Linked DNA regions of Mus musculus: region 1 is linked to region 2. A link is a contact called in public HiChIP or PLAC-seq data. All regions are on one chromosome and are shown on one strand. The core of a region is the stretch at or near the end of the contact, and the rest is flanking DNA. Distances in the headings are between cores, read along the strand shown. Region 1 has its middle 20 kb from the start of 4833427F10Rik. Region 2 has its middle 14 kb from the start of Gm41577.

What was found. HiChIP or PLAC-seq counts read pairs in DNA pulled down with a chosen protein or histone mark.
Region 1: a FOXA1 HiChIP or PLAC-seq map of pancreatic cancer cells shows a contact between it and region 2. The contact joins two enhancer-like sites. A contact is called at or near these places in 1 of 39 promoter capture datasets (cranial neural crest), 4 of 115 datasets of contacts at active chromatin or transcription factors (embryonic basal ganglia, embryonic stem cells, memory CD8 T cells and 1 more) and 3 of 9 other capture datasets (adipose tissue, liver and pancreatic islet).

What each region holds. Positions count from the first base shown.
Region 1 is chr17:35,749,077-35,756,490 of GRCm38.p6, forward strand. No RefSeq gene overlaps it. Among named protein-coding and RNA genes, the nearest start is that of 4833427F10Rik, 20 kb to the right of the region's middle. Within about 2 kb of position 3,290, at least 117 of the 459 cell types and tissues checked have an H3K27ac peak or open chromatin away from gene starts, as enhancers often do. A contact at or near this core is called in pancreatic cancer cells, where this site is marked.
Region 2 is chr17:35,599,633-35,606,202 of GRCm38.p6, forward strand. No RefSeq gene overlaps it. Among named protein-coding and RNA genes, the nearest start is that of Gm41577, 14 kb to the left of the region's middle. Within about 2 kb of position 1,874, at least 32 of the 459 cell types and tissues checked have an H3K27ac peak or open chromatin away from gene starts, as enhancers often do. A contact at or near this core is called in pancreatic cancer cells, where this site is marked.

The DNA.
Region 1 (7,414 bases), core at 2,040-4,539, 150 kb after region 2:
TTCATGTGTGTGCATTTTGGATCTGGGAAGAAATTTGGGGGAGCAGCCTGAGAGTCAAGGACAGATTAAACTCTGTGTACATCCACCCTCTTCTGCACCAAGCAAACTTACACAGAGAAAGGTTGGGCTAGTTAACCCTGTACTTGATATATTTTTTAAAAGGTTTATACACACACACACACTTGTACACCATTTGCAAACCACACCTTCTAAGGCTAGAGGCCGGTATCAGATCTAGTTATAGACAGATTCAGAGCTACAATATGGGTGTTGGGAACTGAGCCCGGTCCTCTTCAAGAGCAGCAAGTGTTCTTAACTGCTATACTGTCTCTCCAGCTCCTAATACCTGACTTCTTTTTATAACAAAATCTCAATGCAAAACCAGAAGTGAAAGCGTACTTGTAATCCCAGCCTTCGGAGGGGGAAGTAGGAGGATCAGGAGTTCAAGGTCAACTTCGGGTACATAGTGAGTTCAAGAACCCTTTGGGTCATGAAAGGCAAATGAAAATAGGCTGATAAAGCTCCTTAAAGAGTCACTAAGGGTCCAACCCTCTGCTTGACATCTTCACACTGCTTTGTGTGCCATGGGTACAAGGTGTAACCTCCACTTCTGGACCACCTCAGGTACAAGAGGCCCGAGGAAGTAGCATTTCCGGGGAGAGAGGGTGACGACATGTCGTGAGAGGCAGAATCGACCACTCTGCCAGAGTGCATCAAGATGAGCTGCCAAGAGAGATGGAGGAGGTTGCTGAGAAATACCTCTTCGAGCTGAGGAGGCAGCAAAACTGCAAACCTCGCCTGGAAGAGCAGCCACAGGCAGCGACTTGTTCTGTTGTTCCCCGTGGGTGTCAGCTGATGACTGATAGGGAAAAGAGTGGGTTGTTTCATCACCTCAGGTCATGAGACAACACTGCAGGGACTCAACCCATTCCTTCCATAATGCCAACCTGAGTGCTTTTTACGGTCCACACATTGGCAAACCACATTCAATATGATGACTCTCCCTAAGGGAACAATGCCTGGGGCCGAGTTAGATGTGGGTGCAGGGTGGAAAGCTTTAACCTGGAATAGGATGAGGGTGTGGGAGGTTAGGGGAAGGATGTGTGAAGAGGAAGCATAGAAAACTACTACTTTATAAGCTCATTAAAAAGTATCAGGAGAGATACCCAATATCGGTGCCCGATGATCTCACAGCTATAGTATGTTAAGTCAAAAAACCCACTTCTGGGTGTAGAATACTTTTTTATGGATTGTTGATCAGAGAACACCCAGGAGTCCCCATTATAACTTCGGCTACTGTCATGGCTCTTGGTTGCCCATCAGAGCTAGAGAGTAAGACTTTTCTGCTGAAGACACCTCACACTCTGAATATAAGACAGACAGACAGACAGACAGACAGACACACACACACACAGAATCAAACTGGAACTAAGCTGGAAGCTTCCTCCTGCTGCCTAGCGTTCACAGCACCAGATGGTGCTATGCATGCTGTTGGGAAGAAAAATCAATACACTTAGCCATCTGTGGACACTACAGGCCACAGTGTGGACCCACCGGGCTAGATGTTACCAAGGATTGCCTTAGTAGTGTAACTGTTCTGGGAACAGCCACTCTCTACTTGGATTCCACAAGAAGATATAAACCTCTAGCATTGTAAACCCGGTTAAAACCCTATGGACTGGGGAGATTGCAGGCTCCAAGAGAGAATCTACTACAGATGTTTTGCTAATATACCGTGTAGTAAAACTGCCTTCTAAATATTTGTGCTTACTCTAAATAGGCTAGTTGAGTGCTCAGCCTTAACCAGAGAAGTCTTTTCCAGGAGTTAGAGACCCATTACTAGGCCAGCTAAGCCTAGTGCTGAGAGTAAGGGGTTGTTGGATAGTTTGCCCCAAACGAACATAGCGAGAGAGAAGATGCAAAGACCACAAAGGATGCTGCGGGCCTTGGTGTTCTGCATATGGCATGGCCATTGTAACCATGAGCACACAGCAGCTGACTGCCTTATTACTCACATGTGCCGGCACACAAGACACAAGGGGAAGAGGAGGACTAGGAAGAAGGAAGGGATCAGCAGGAGGAGGGAGGAGATGAGAGGTTATGAGGTGAATATGATCACAGTATAGTCACAATACACATCTATAATGTTCATCTATGAAGCTGTTAATTAAAAAATCAATACTTCCCTCTTTATTTTGCCACTATGCTATCTATCGCATACTTTCCTTAAATGCTTATTTTATAGGTTTTTATAACTTATTTTTGATGAGATATGTATTTGTGATGGGGGTGGATAGAGGTGCCATGGTGCTTGTGTGTAGAGATCAGAAGACAACTTTAGAGAGTCTCCTCCTCCTCCTCCTCCTCCTCCTCCTCCTTCTTCTTCTTCCTCTTCCTTGTTTTCTTTTTCCTCCTCTTCTCCTCCTCCTCCTTCTCCCTCTCATTCTTCTTTTCCTTCTTCTTCCTCCTCCTCCTCTCCTTCATCCCCTTTTCTTCCCCCCTCCTCCTCTCCTCTCCTTCCTCTTCTTCTTTGTGGTGCCTCAGTTTGAACAAAAGTGCTCACATAGGAGCAGCACTACTTGAAAGGATTGAGACACGTGGCCTTATTGGAGGAAGTGTGTCCTTGAGGGTGGGCTTTGACGCTTCAGAAGCTCCAGCCAGGCCCAGTGGCTCTCTCTCTCTCTCCCTCCCTTCATGCTGCTTGATGATCCAGATATATGACTCTCAGCTCCTCTCCAGTGCCATGTCTGCCTGTGGAGGGTCAGGCATTCAAGGCCAGTCCTGGCTGTATAGTAGTTTGAAGTCAGCCTGAGCTACAACAGACTTGATCTCAAAAGCACCACAACCAAACCCAATAGATAGGGGCTGGAGAGATGGCTCAGCGGTTAAGAGCATCACCTGCTCTTCCAGAGGTCCCGAGTTCAAGTCCCAGCAGCCACGTGGTAGCTCACAACCCTCTGTAATGGTGGTCTGATGGCCTCTTCTGGTGTGTCTGAAAAGAGCAATGGTCTACTCATATACATAAAATAAATGAGTAAATGTTTATTTAAAAAAACCAATAGATAATAAAAAATAATAACTCAATGACTTGTGGGAATCCTCCTGTCTCTACTTTCCATAGAGATTGTGAAGATTACAGGAGGGACCATCATGCTCTACTGGGCTGCTGCAGGGTGTAGCTAAGGGACTGAGCCCCTGCCTGTCATGCGTGAGGCTCTAGAGGGACAGAGACAGTAACACACAATAGAGTGTTCCTGCTGACACAGGCAGCTGGCACACACGCCCAAGCTTGGCAACAAGGAGCCCCTTTCACGATTTTATGTGAGTTAGAAAGAGCGGCTTCTTCCTTCCTTCCTCTGGGCAGGCAGCCCATGACCTAACCACACTGGTTAGCATTCAGCCCTGTTTACCAGACTTTGTTGGAGTTTGTGGGCAGGGTGGTACTGGTCCAACCTTCCTGGTGGCCCGGGTTATCTGTTGGGTCACATTTGAAACATGAAAGCATTTTCAGTTAGGGATGAGGGCTTTGGAAAAGAGGAGGAAGGGGCGTGGACAATCTTCTTCTCTGTGGCCTTCCTGTGATGTGTGGGCACAGGTCCACATTGCAGGATCACCCACAGCAGGGAGCCTCCAAGTGTTTCAGTAACAATTGTGCTTCCTAAAAATCGGCCAGTTGGCAAGCAGGGGGCTGGGGGTGGGGACTGGGACAGGGACTCTTACTACTCACAGTTCCTGAATTATATGCAAATCGCACCTTGGAAAACCCAACAAATAAACAGGAAACGTGGAGTTAAGTAACAAGAGGTTGATGGACTTCGAGGAAGTTTATGTGACCCCTACCCAACCCCACCCCCACCCGCGCAAAAAAAAAAAAAAAAATTGGCTGCAAAGCCTAGGTTCTGTGAGGGTAGCTCCCTTGTGATCTTGAGCAGGGAGCAAGCCTTCAGGGAGGTCAAGGCGGTGGGGAGAGGGATGGGGCTGGAGAGGACTGCAGATGTGGCATCCTTCTTCCCCACAGCCCAGCCCCGCTTCCTTTGTGTGTGTATATGTGTGTGGTGTGTGTGGGCGTGTGGATGTGTTCCTGATTGTGAGCACACGTGTGCATGCAGGTGCCTGTGCACGTGTGTGTGGAGGCCAGAGGTCGCTGTCAGGTGTCTTCCCTCAACCACTTCACCATCTTATATTTGACCCAGGGCTTCTCACCGCACCTGGAGATTTCAGGCATCCATGGCTACACCTTTAGATAAAGAGATGAGAGATGGGTAGGAAAATGAACTTTGTCTTCTAGAGGGGGGGGGGAAACCTCTTCAAGCTAAGAGATAATTCAGACTTTCTTTATATAATAGAGAGGCATAGAGAGACCCTCATCGGAGAGACCACCAGCCCAGCTTCTCTCACTACCAGCAGTGAGAACTGGGCTCCCTGAAGACAAACAACCAGAATTCGGGATTGTTATTTAATTTACAAAAATGTATGTGTATGGGTGTTTTCTCTGCATGTGTGGCTGTGTACCTCCTCCTTACAGTGTTTGTGGAGACCAGAAGGAGGTGGTGTTAGAGCCCCTAGAACTGGAGTTAAAGACAATTGGGAGCCACCATACGCGTACTGGGATCTGAACCTGGGTCAGGAAGAACAGCCAATGAGTGTGCGTCACCTCTGAGACATCTCTCCAGTTCTGCTGTTGGAAGGGCTGAAGAGATGGTTCAGGGGTGTGGGGTTTGAATATGCTTGGTCCAAGGAGTGGCCCTATTAGAAGGCCTTTTTGGAGGAGGTGTGACCTTGTTGGAGTAGGTGTGGCCTTGTGCCAGTTTGAGGGTGGGGCTTTGATACTCCTCCTAGCAGCCTGAAGACAGCCTTCTTCTAGTTGCCTTTGGACCAATAAGTAGAACTCTCAGCTTCTTCAGCATCATGTCTGCCCGCACACTAACATGCTTCCTGCCATGACGATAATGGACCGAACCTCCGAAATTGTAAGCCAGCCCCAATTAAATGTTGTCCTTTAGAAGAGTTGCTTTGGTCATAGTGTCTCTTCACAGCTCTGGAAACCCTAAGTAGGACAAGGGGTTAAACGTATGTGTTCCCCTTGCAGAAGACCCAAATTCAATTCCAGCACCTGACTGACTGTAACTTCAGCTCCAGAGGATCCTACACTCTCTTCTGGCCTCCTCAAGCACCTGCATGTGTGTGTGCGCACACACACACACACACATAATAATAAAATACATTAAAACATAAGCTGTCCCAAAGGAGAGAAGAACAAGGACCTAGGTAAGAACATGGGAGAAGGCAGCACCCAAAGAAACGCTGGGCATGGTGGCATGTGTCTGAGATCCCAACACTCAGGAGGCTCATGGAGCTGGAGGATTGCTTTTCAGTTTAAGGACAGCCTTAATTACATAGTGGAATCCTGGAAAAGAGGTGGGAGAGGGGAGGGACAGAGATGTTAGTATGAAAAAAGAAAAATACAGATAGAAAAAATGTTGATGTCGGGGGGCGGGGGGGCTGGTGAGATGGCTCAGTGGGTAAGAGCACCCGACTGCTCTTCCGAAGGTCCAGAGTTCAAATCCCAGCAACCACATGGTGACTCACAACCATCCATAAGGAGATCTGACTGAGTATCTGAAGACAGCTACAGTGTACTTACATATAATAAATAAATAAATCTTAAAAAAATAAGAAAAATGTTGATGTCTGTGATTGGAAATATTTGGAGGGAGCGAGGAGAAGCAGTGGGGGAAATAAGGTGAAAAAGGAAGATTTCTGACAGGGTGGGAAGTGAAGTTATTGCAGGTAAACAACAGATGGGAGTTGAGTCGTTCACCCAAAAGTGGGGCTGCAGATACCTGGAGGGAGAGACATGGGGTCCTCAGGCTCTGAGTGTCACTTTGCCTCTCCATGGTGGACTAACTCAGGCCCTAATTGGCTAAAGCTACAGGAAGTCTAGGACCCTGACCTAGGAAGTACTTCCACTCACCTCTTCCTTTTTCCTCTCACGTTCCCTTGTTGTACAAGCTGACACTGGACTGGGAGTCAACTCAGCTTCAGTGAAAGCTTGAAGTGTTTTAGTCCAATCAAGAAATGCAGCTGTGCCGGAAGGGGATGGACTGCACACTTTGTTACCAGGAAACCGTCCATACTCTCATCAGAGCCCAGGAAACACATCTCTAGACAGTTCTTAACCATTCTTTGAGGAAAACACAATTTATCTTCATTGTGCTCAGCAGTGGATGCCTCTCAGACCTACTCTGCAGTCATTCATACAATCACATTGAGACCCCCAGCTTTCTGTAGGCAGCGAGGGCCATGGTGGATAATAAGTGTTTCAGTAGCACCTATGAGCCCTCCTCTGACCAGAAGAATGACAGGATCACTTTTCTGGTTGGATCCAGGAAGCATATGTAAGGTGTGTAAGCCACTTCCTGGCTCAGCCTGTGATGTGCTCAAAAGTGATGCGTCTCAATAAAAATGACCTCATCCAAGACCCCTAAAAGGCATCGGGCAGAACAGCAAATCAATATTCTTCCCTTAGAGCCCCTCCCACCCTTGAGAGTCTTCTTCATGTTTCTTGATAATGCTACATCTCTCTGCTTACCCTCTCTGTTTCTTTATTCTTGGGATCAGGGTAACAAATTTGGAAGCCACAGGCTTCTGTAGCTTTGGTGACCATTGATAATTCCCGAGGTAAACTCACCAAACTTGTGTCTCCCCCCCAAAACCCCACATCAATAGGATATACTAGTGTCTTCTTCCATAAAGTGGGGGCTGGACCAGCTCTTGGTCCCCTCCCTGCACAGCCACACTATAGCTTTAGCTTTGAGCTCCTGTAGAGTGTTCAAGTTCTCTCAGGAATAAGTATCTTCTGTTTCCTTTCTCCCCTGAGGATGCAGGTAAAAGCTCTGCCAGCATATCCTACTCCCCAAGCGAGATGTCTCTTTGAATGCCTGTTGTATAAGTTTCCTCTGAGATTAAAACATTCTGTCCTGCAGGGAAACTTTAAACAGGAAGGTAAATCACTCAAAACAGCTTCAGGAAGTCCCTGAAACTGACCAGATTCACTAGGCCCCTCCCTGCCAAAATAAGTAATAAGTGCTGAGAGTCCCCCTCAGACAAGACAAGCTGTGAAGAGGACTCCAGACCTGATCAGGTGCCTGGAAGAAACAGAAACCTAAAGTCTAAACCAACGGAGTCAGTTAGAAAGAATTCTCTCCAACCTGTTGAGCCGGCTGTGCACCCTAGGTTCCCATCTTTTTTGAGTTGTCACTTAAAGGGCTGGTATTTGAGATAAGACACCCCAAGACCAAGTCCTCAGGACAAAGGAGATTTATTGGCCCCAGAACAACAAAGGGCAGGGAATAAGAGACAAAGACAGGAGATGGAGGACAAAGGAGAAGGGGGAAAGGACAAATGAGAGGAG
Region 2 (6,570 bases), core at 624-3,123:
TTTTCTTCCTTCTTCCTGGCCTCCTTCCTCCCTTGAGTACTAGAGATTAAATATACGTGCTAGACAGCCTGTATATATTACTAAGCCATACTCCTAGCTCTTTAAAAGATACTTGTGTGCGCATGCATACAGGTGTTCATGTGTGCGAGCAAATGTGGGAATGGAGCACGTGTGTATATGTGTGTGAGAGCACATGTGTATGTGTGTGTGTATATATATGAGTGAAAACGTGTGTGAGCACGTGTGTGTAGTACCTGTGTGTAAATATATATATATATATGTGTGTGTGTGTGTGTGTATGTGTGTATATATATGTATATGTGTGTGTGTGTGTAAGCACATGTGAGTGTGAGCAAACGTGTGTGGTACATATGAATATATATGTATGTGTGTGTATAAGCACATGTGTATGAGCATGTGTGTAGCACATGTATGTGTGTGTGAGCATGTGTGTGGACATATGTACATGGAGCATGTGTATGTGTGTGAACACATATGTGTGAGCATGTGTGTATGTGTGTATGTATGTATGTGTAGGCACATGTGTGTATGTGTGTGTGTGTGAGCCAGAGGTGACATCTAGCATCTTCCTGTATTGGTTTCACTTAACTTATTTATTTTATTTTATTTTTTTATGTGAACTGGTGTTTTACCTGCATGTATATCTGTGTGAGGGTGTTGGATCATGGAATTGGAGTTACAGATAGCTTTGAGCTGCCATGTGGGTGCTGGAAATTGAACCTGGGTCCTTTGGAAGAGCAGCCAGTGCTCTTAACCACTGATCTATCTCTCCAGCCCCTCCTCCTTACTTTTGAGACATGGTCTCTCATTTATCTTTGAGCTTGCTGATTGGCTGTCTGGCTAGCCAGCAAGCCCAGGGATCCACCTCTCCAACTCCCCAGGAAAGATGCACTCGATGCCCAGCCTTTTAAATTTTTATTTTTTTTTTTAGTGTGGGAGTTTTAGACGCAGGTCCTCATGCTCGTACAACAAGCACTTTACTCCATAGCCATCACCCCAGACACTAAATTTATTTTTTGTTTTGAGACAAGGCTCAGCAAATTGCTGATACTGGTCTTAAATCTTCCTGCCTCAGCCTCTCGGTAGCCCGGATCAAAGGTCTTCATGACCAATCCCAGCTTCCGTTCTTGAATTTTATGAGAGCCCTATTTTCTACTGACAATGCTGTTCACATTACACGGCTCCTATTCTGTCGATATCACTGTGAACTGTGCACAGAGAAACAACTCAGGTCCTGAGATTCTGGTCAAGCCCCAGGCTGAGAGAACCTAGGGGCAGAGGAGACTTGGCAGCTTTGTGGGCAAGCCAGGCGACCTGGAAGCCCTGAGGAAGAACACTGGCCCAGCCTCTGGAGAGATCTCATGGTGACCTTGTCAGAGGGCTGCTTCTTAGGGCCTGTTGAGCACCAGGTTCAAGAACAAAAGTGCAGGCCATGCCTGAAGGTGCAGTTCTCTCTGCAGGACAAGGCTGGTTAGAGACAGGTGGTGTTACCTGCACTCAGTCCTGGAACTGACTGTTGAGAGAGGATGTGGCCTGAACCGGGGCAGCCCCATCATCAGCAAGACACATCCATACATCCATAGTCCCCCACAACCCCAACCCTGGTCTGTCTCACAGAAACTGTGTCTCACTCACTGCACAGCACAAACCTGAAGTCCACACCTGCTCCCCCCCCCCCAACTTCACTCAAGGGATTTGGGGACTGGGAGAATTCTGGGAAGGGTGTCTCCTGGCTTCATGGTTAGCCTCAACTGTCAACTTGACACACCTGTGAGGGAAACCTCAATGGAGGAATTGCCTAGATTGGGTTTGCCTGTGGGCGCATCTGTGGGAGGTCTCTGTGATAGCTAACTTATGCAGAATGGCCCAGCCCACCGTGGATAGCTGGAATGTGGGTGTGGGCAGATAGTCCTGGCTGTGTAAGAAAGCTAACAAAAGAAAAGAAAGAAAGAAAGAAAGAGAGAGAGAGAGAGAGAGAGAGAGAGAGAGAGAGAGAGAGAGAGAAAGAAAGAAAGAAAGAAAGCGAGCAAGCTAACTAAGCAGGAGAGCAGGAGAGAGTGAGCCGGCAAGCAACTTCCCCATGGTTCCTGCCTCCGGGCTCCTGCGAGCTTCTGCCCTGGAGATAAATGTAAGCCAAACAAACCCTCCCTCCTCCAACCCTTGCTTGCCCCCCACCCCCCCACAACCCAAGGTGCTTTCAGTACAAAATTTATCACAGCAACAGTGAGCAAACTGTAACACTGGGGTGTGGCACCTTCCTCCGTGATGTGTCATGTGATGTGCCCATACTTGGGCTCCGATGGGGATTAGGTTCATTTATTTTGTTTAATCACACAGTCACAGCCTACACTCCTCTTTTTCCTGGTGGGCAGCCAAGTGGGAGGGAGGCTGCTTGGTTGCCATGGAGACAGGGGAACCTGCCCCTCTGGGTACCCCCAGGTCACCTTTTGGGATGCTCAGGTACAGTATCTCCCAGTCAGCTCCACGGTTGCAGGAGGACTCTGGTCTCTGCAGTCGAGTCCAGTGGCACTTGGCTGGTGATAGGCTTGAGGGTGCAGCCCGTGGCTGGGGCTGTGGGGGTGGTTCAGGTTTGGTGTGAGGCTTCTCAGGCAAGGGCAACACCTCAGGGGCGTGTCCCCCCTTCCCATCCCTTCATCCTCTGCACTCTTAGCCCTGTGGGAGCTCACCCCTAAGGGGGTCTTCTACCCTGATCCCCCTCTTTAGCATCTTCTGGATAGCACCTAGCTTCTCCAATGTTCTGTCTTGCTAGTTCTAGCCCGCCATTTCTGTGTAACTCTTCCTCAGTCCCTCTTGTTACCCGTGCAGACAGCCTCTGCTCTCCAGCCCTCTGTCTTCATTTGCCTGAACTCCTGGTTAGGAAAAAAGATTTGTAGACTCTGTAGATACTCAACAAGAGAGGCTACAAGCCCTGCAGCAAGAATCAAAGCCACAGCCACAGCCACGGCCGAGGCCACAACCATGGAGACCATTGCAGTTAGGGTGACTTCCCATGGCCTCAGCTGGCCTGGTTAGGCTCTCCCTTTGCTTCCTGCAGTGGGTGGCCTTGTGCTGGTGACGCTGGGGTTGTAGCTACTATGATGTTGATGTTGGAGGCTGTGGTCACTATGCTGGATCCACAGGTCCCAGGAGCTGCCACAGGTGGCTCCAGGGAGATTTGCTGTGGGTTCTCCAGGGTCAGAGCTTGTGATGCTCTGACAGGAGCCTGGAGTGGGGTTGGGGAGAGAGAGTGGCTGGTCATTTCCATTGCAGGGTTAGCTTAGTTTAGCAGCTACTAACATACTTATATTAATTAGTATATTATATTACCTATGGGACAATATCATTATTGCCACTATTAGTATATTACACTAATATACTAATAATATTTTATCATATTATTTATTACATTAGTATATTATACTACTTATAACGACAATAATGATAGCCAGTCACTTACTGGGTCTATGTTCCAAGCATTGTGCAAAGTGCCGCCCACATAGGAATCAATGCCGAAAATCCGTACAGTGTCTCCATGAGATAGGATCTGTTATCTTCCAAATTTTAGAGACAAGGAGACTGAAAGTAAGCAAATAAAGCAACTGGTTCCTGGCAGACAGTGGTGGGGCAGGCTTAATTCAAAGAAGTCTGACTCCAGAGCCAGCTCTCAGCCGTAACTACCATACACCTGCGTGCAGGAGGCAGTGGCTTGTGGTCACAGTGGGGCAGTTCTGTTGATACTCCGGTCTTTTGCAAGGTTTCACAGATATAGTGCATGAAGAGAAAGTGGAGGGCCCAGAATGCACACAGCAACCTTCCAAATGGCGTTGTATCCCTCTAGAGAAGATAGCCAAAAGGAAGCAGGTTGGGGGAGACAGAAACACGTACTTTACCTCTATCAGGTAATACTTATGCACACAAGTTTGAGACTCACCAGTCCAAGGAGCCCTCAGTGGCCTTGGCACAGTCCAGCAAAACCCAGCAGGTGGAGCCTAAGTTTAATGTCCTCCGGCTACCACGGTCGGTCAGTTAGAGTCAAGGCACAGCCTTCTTCTCGTCCACCTCATGCCTGCTTTCTGCCCTCTTCTGATTCCCCGCCCCCGGTAGGACCAAATGTTACCCATGATCCCCTGGGACACGGGTGCCCTGCCCAGACATTCTGCATGTATTCTTTCCTTACTGTCATCTGACTATCATAAAGAACGCAAAGGTTTGTTTAGAGGAAGCATCTTACAAGCTCATAGCGGCGTCTGCAATTAGGGTTAGGGTCAGAGTTAGGGAGAAAGTAGGTGAGAGCTGAAGGAAGGAAGGAGGTGGTCTCTTTGTAAGTCAAAACCATGGCGAGAGGATTTCAGAAAAAATTAAAGCCACGTGAACCTGGAGGACCACGAAATGTGTAGCTATCGGCCGTGCGACTGCTGTTGGAGACTGCAGGAGCAGACCCTGCCTATGATGTGTGGCCAGACGCTGACTTTATTTCCCCTCCCAACTCCAATGCATCTGTATCAGAGATTGGTTTATTATAAAGGGAATTGGCCAGACTCCTGGCAGAGGGGCTTGGGCCTAGAAGCAGAATGGGGGACAGAGGATGGATCAGGTTGCAGAGAACAGCACAGACCGCATTGTGAAAGGGCTATACTGTGGGAGTTTTAACTTTATATCACGTGTGACTGAGTAAGCTGTGGCCGTGCCCGTCGGGAATCTGGCTTCTTGGCAGAGGAAGGACCTTAGAGCATTTAGGTGTGTGCATGAACCAGTATGTGTGCACAGGCCATGAGATGGGAGGATGCTAACAGTCACATAACTGATATTTCATGAGTGACTACTATCTGTTGTCATTAACTTTTAGTGGACAAGATAGAAAAATATGGGCTGGAGAGATGGCTCACGGGGTAAGAGCACTGACTGCTCTTCCTAAGGAACTGAGTTCAAATCCCAGCAACCACATGGTGGCTCACAACCACCCATAATGAGATCTGACGCCCTCTTCTGGTGTATCTGAAGACAGCTACAGTGTATTTATAATAATAAATAAATCTTTGGGCCAGAGTGAGCAGGGACTGAGTAACTGGGGCCAAGTGGGGCCAAGCAGAGTGAGTGGGGCTGACCAGAGCGAGCAGAGGTCCTGAATTCAATTCCCAACAACCACATGAAGGCTCACAACCATCTGTACAGCTACAGTGTACTCATATACATAAAACAAATAAAATAGATCATTTTTTAAAAAGATAGAAAAATACAAGTACTTTTGAAGCTGACATTCAAAGATATAAAAACAGATGAATGAACGAGTTCTAGAAGTAGAAAGGGAAGGGATTGTGGTAGAAAAGTGGGTGTCGGGTGGAGATGGGGCAGGGATCAAGAGTCTATGAAGCCTTGGGAAGGGCTTGGAAGTTGAGCTGGGTTTAAGTGGCCTTGTTGGTTCTTGCCTACCATTCCTAGAACCCAGGTTTGAGCCCCAGAACTTCATACAAACTGCACTAGTGTGGTGGTGTGCACATGTAATCCCAGTGTTCAAGAAGTTGACGCAGGAGGGTCAGAAGTCCGAGGCTATCATCAGCTACATAGTGAGTTTGAGGCCAGTCTGGGCTATACTGAAAAAAATAAAAGAAAGTGGGGGACAGTTGGAGGTTGATTTGAAATTTGAATATTTCAAGTGTGGGACTGATGAGTGTGGTCAGTTACCCCATGCTATGAACACAATCTCTCACACTTTTTTTTTCTCTTCAAAACCAATCAAAGGGGCTGGGCAGATGGCTCAGCAGTTAAGAGAGCTCGCTCTTGCAGAGGACCCTGGGGTTCCATTCCCTGCACTCACATGGCAGATCACAACTGTCTGTAACTCCAGTTCCAGGAGATCTGAGTATCAGACATGCATGTGGTGTACATACATGCATGCATACGTGCAAACATGCATGCAGGCAGGCAAACCACTCACACACATCAGCCAGAGTCAGCAAACCTGCTCAGCTTGCTCATGTGTCAGCTCCTTTCTGAATGGCAAGCTTCCCTCTGCTTTGTGACTGATCTAGTCTGTACATCATAGGATAGCTATGAGGGCTAAGTGACTGTAAATCCAAAAGCCCCCAGCTCAGAGCTTGGTATTTGTTCAATGTCCTTAGTCATCAGGGAAATGAAAATGAAAACGACCCTGAGATTTCACCTTACACCCATCAGAATGGCTAAGATAAAAAAACTCAAGAGACAACTCATGCTGGTGAGGATGTGGAGAAAGGGGAACACTCCTCATTGCTGGTGGGAGTGCAGACTTGTACAACCACTCCGGAAATCAATTTGGCAGTTTCTCAGAAAATTGGAAATAGCTCACTACCTGAAGACCCTGCTGAAGTGGTAACTCTTGGGAATATACTCAAAAGATGTTCTACCATACCACAAGGACACATGTTCCACTATGTTCATAGCTGTTTTATTCATAATAGCCAGAAACTGGAAACAACCCAGATGTCCCTCAACCAAAGAATGGATACAGAAAATGTGCTGTTTGTACAATGGAATACTACTCAGCTGTTAAAAACAAGGACATGAATTTTG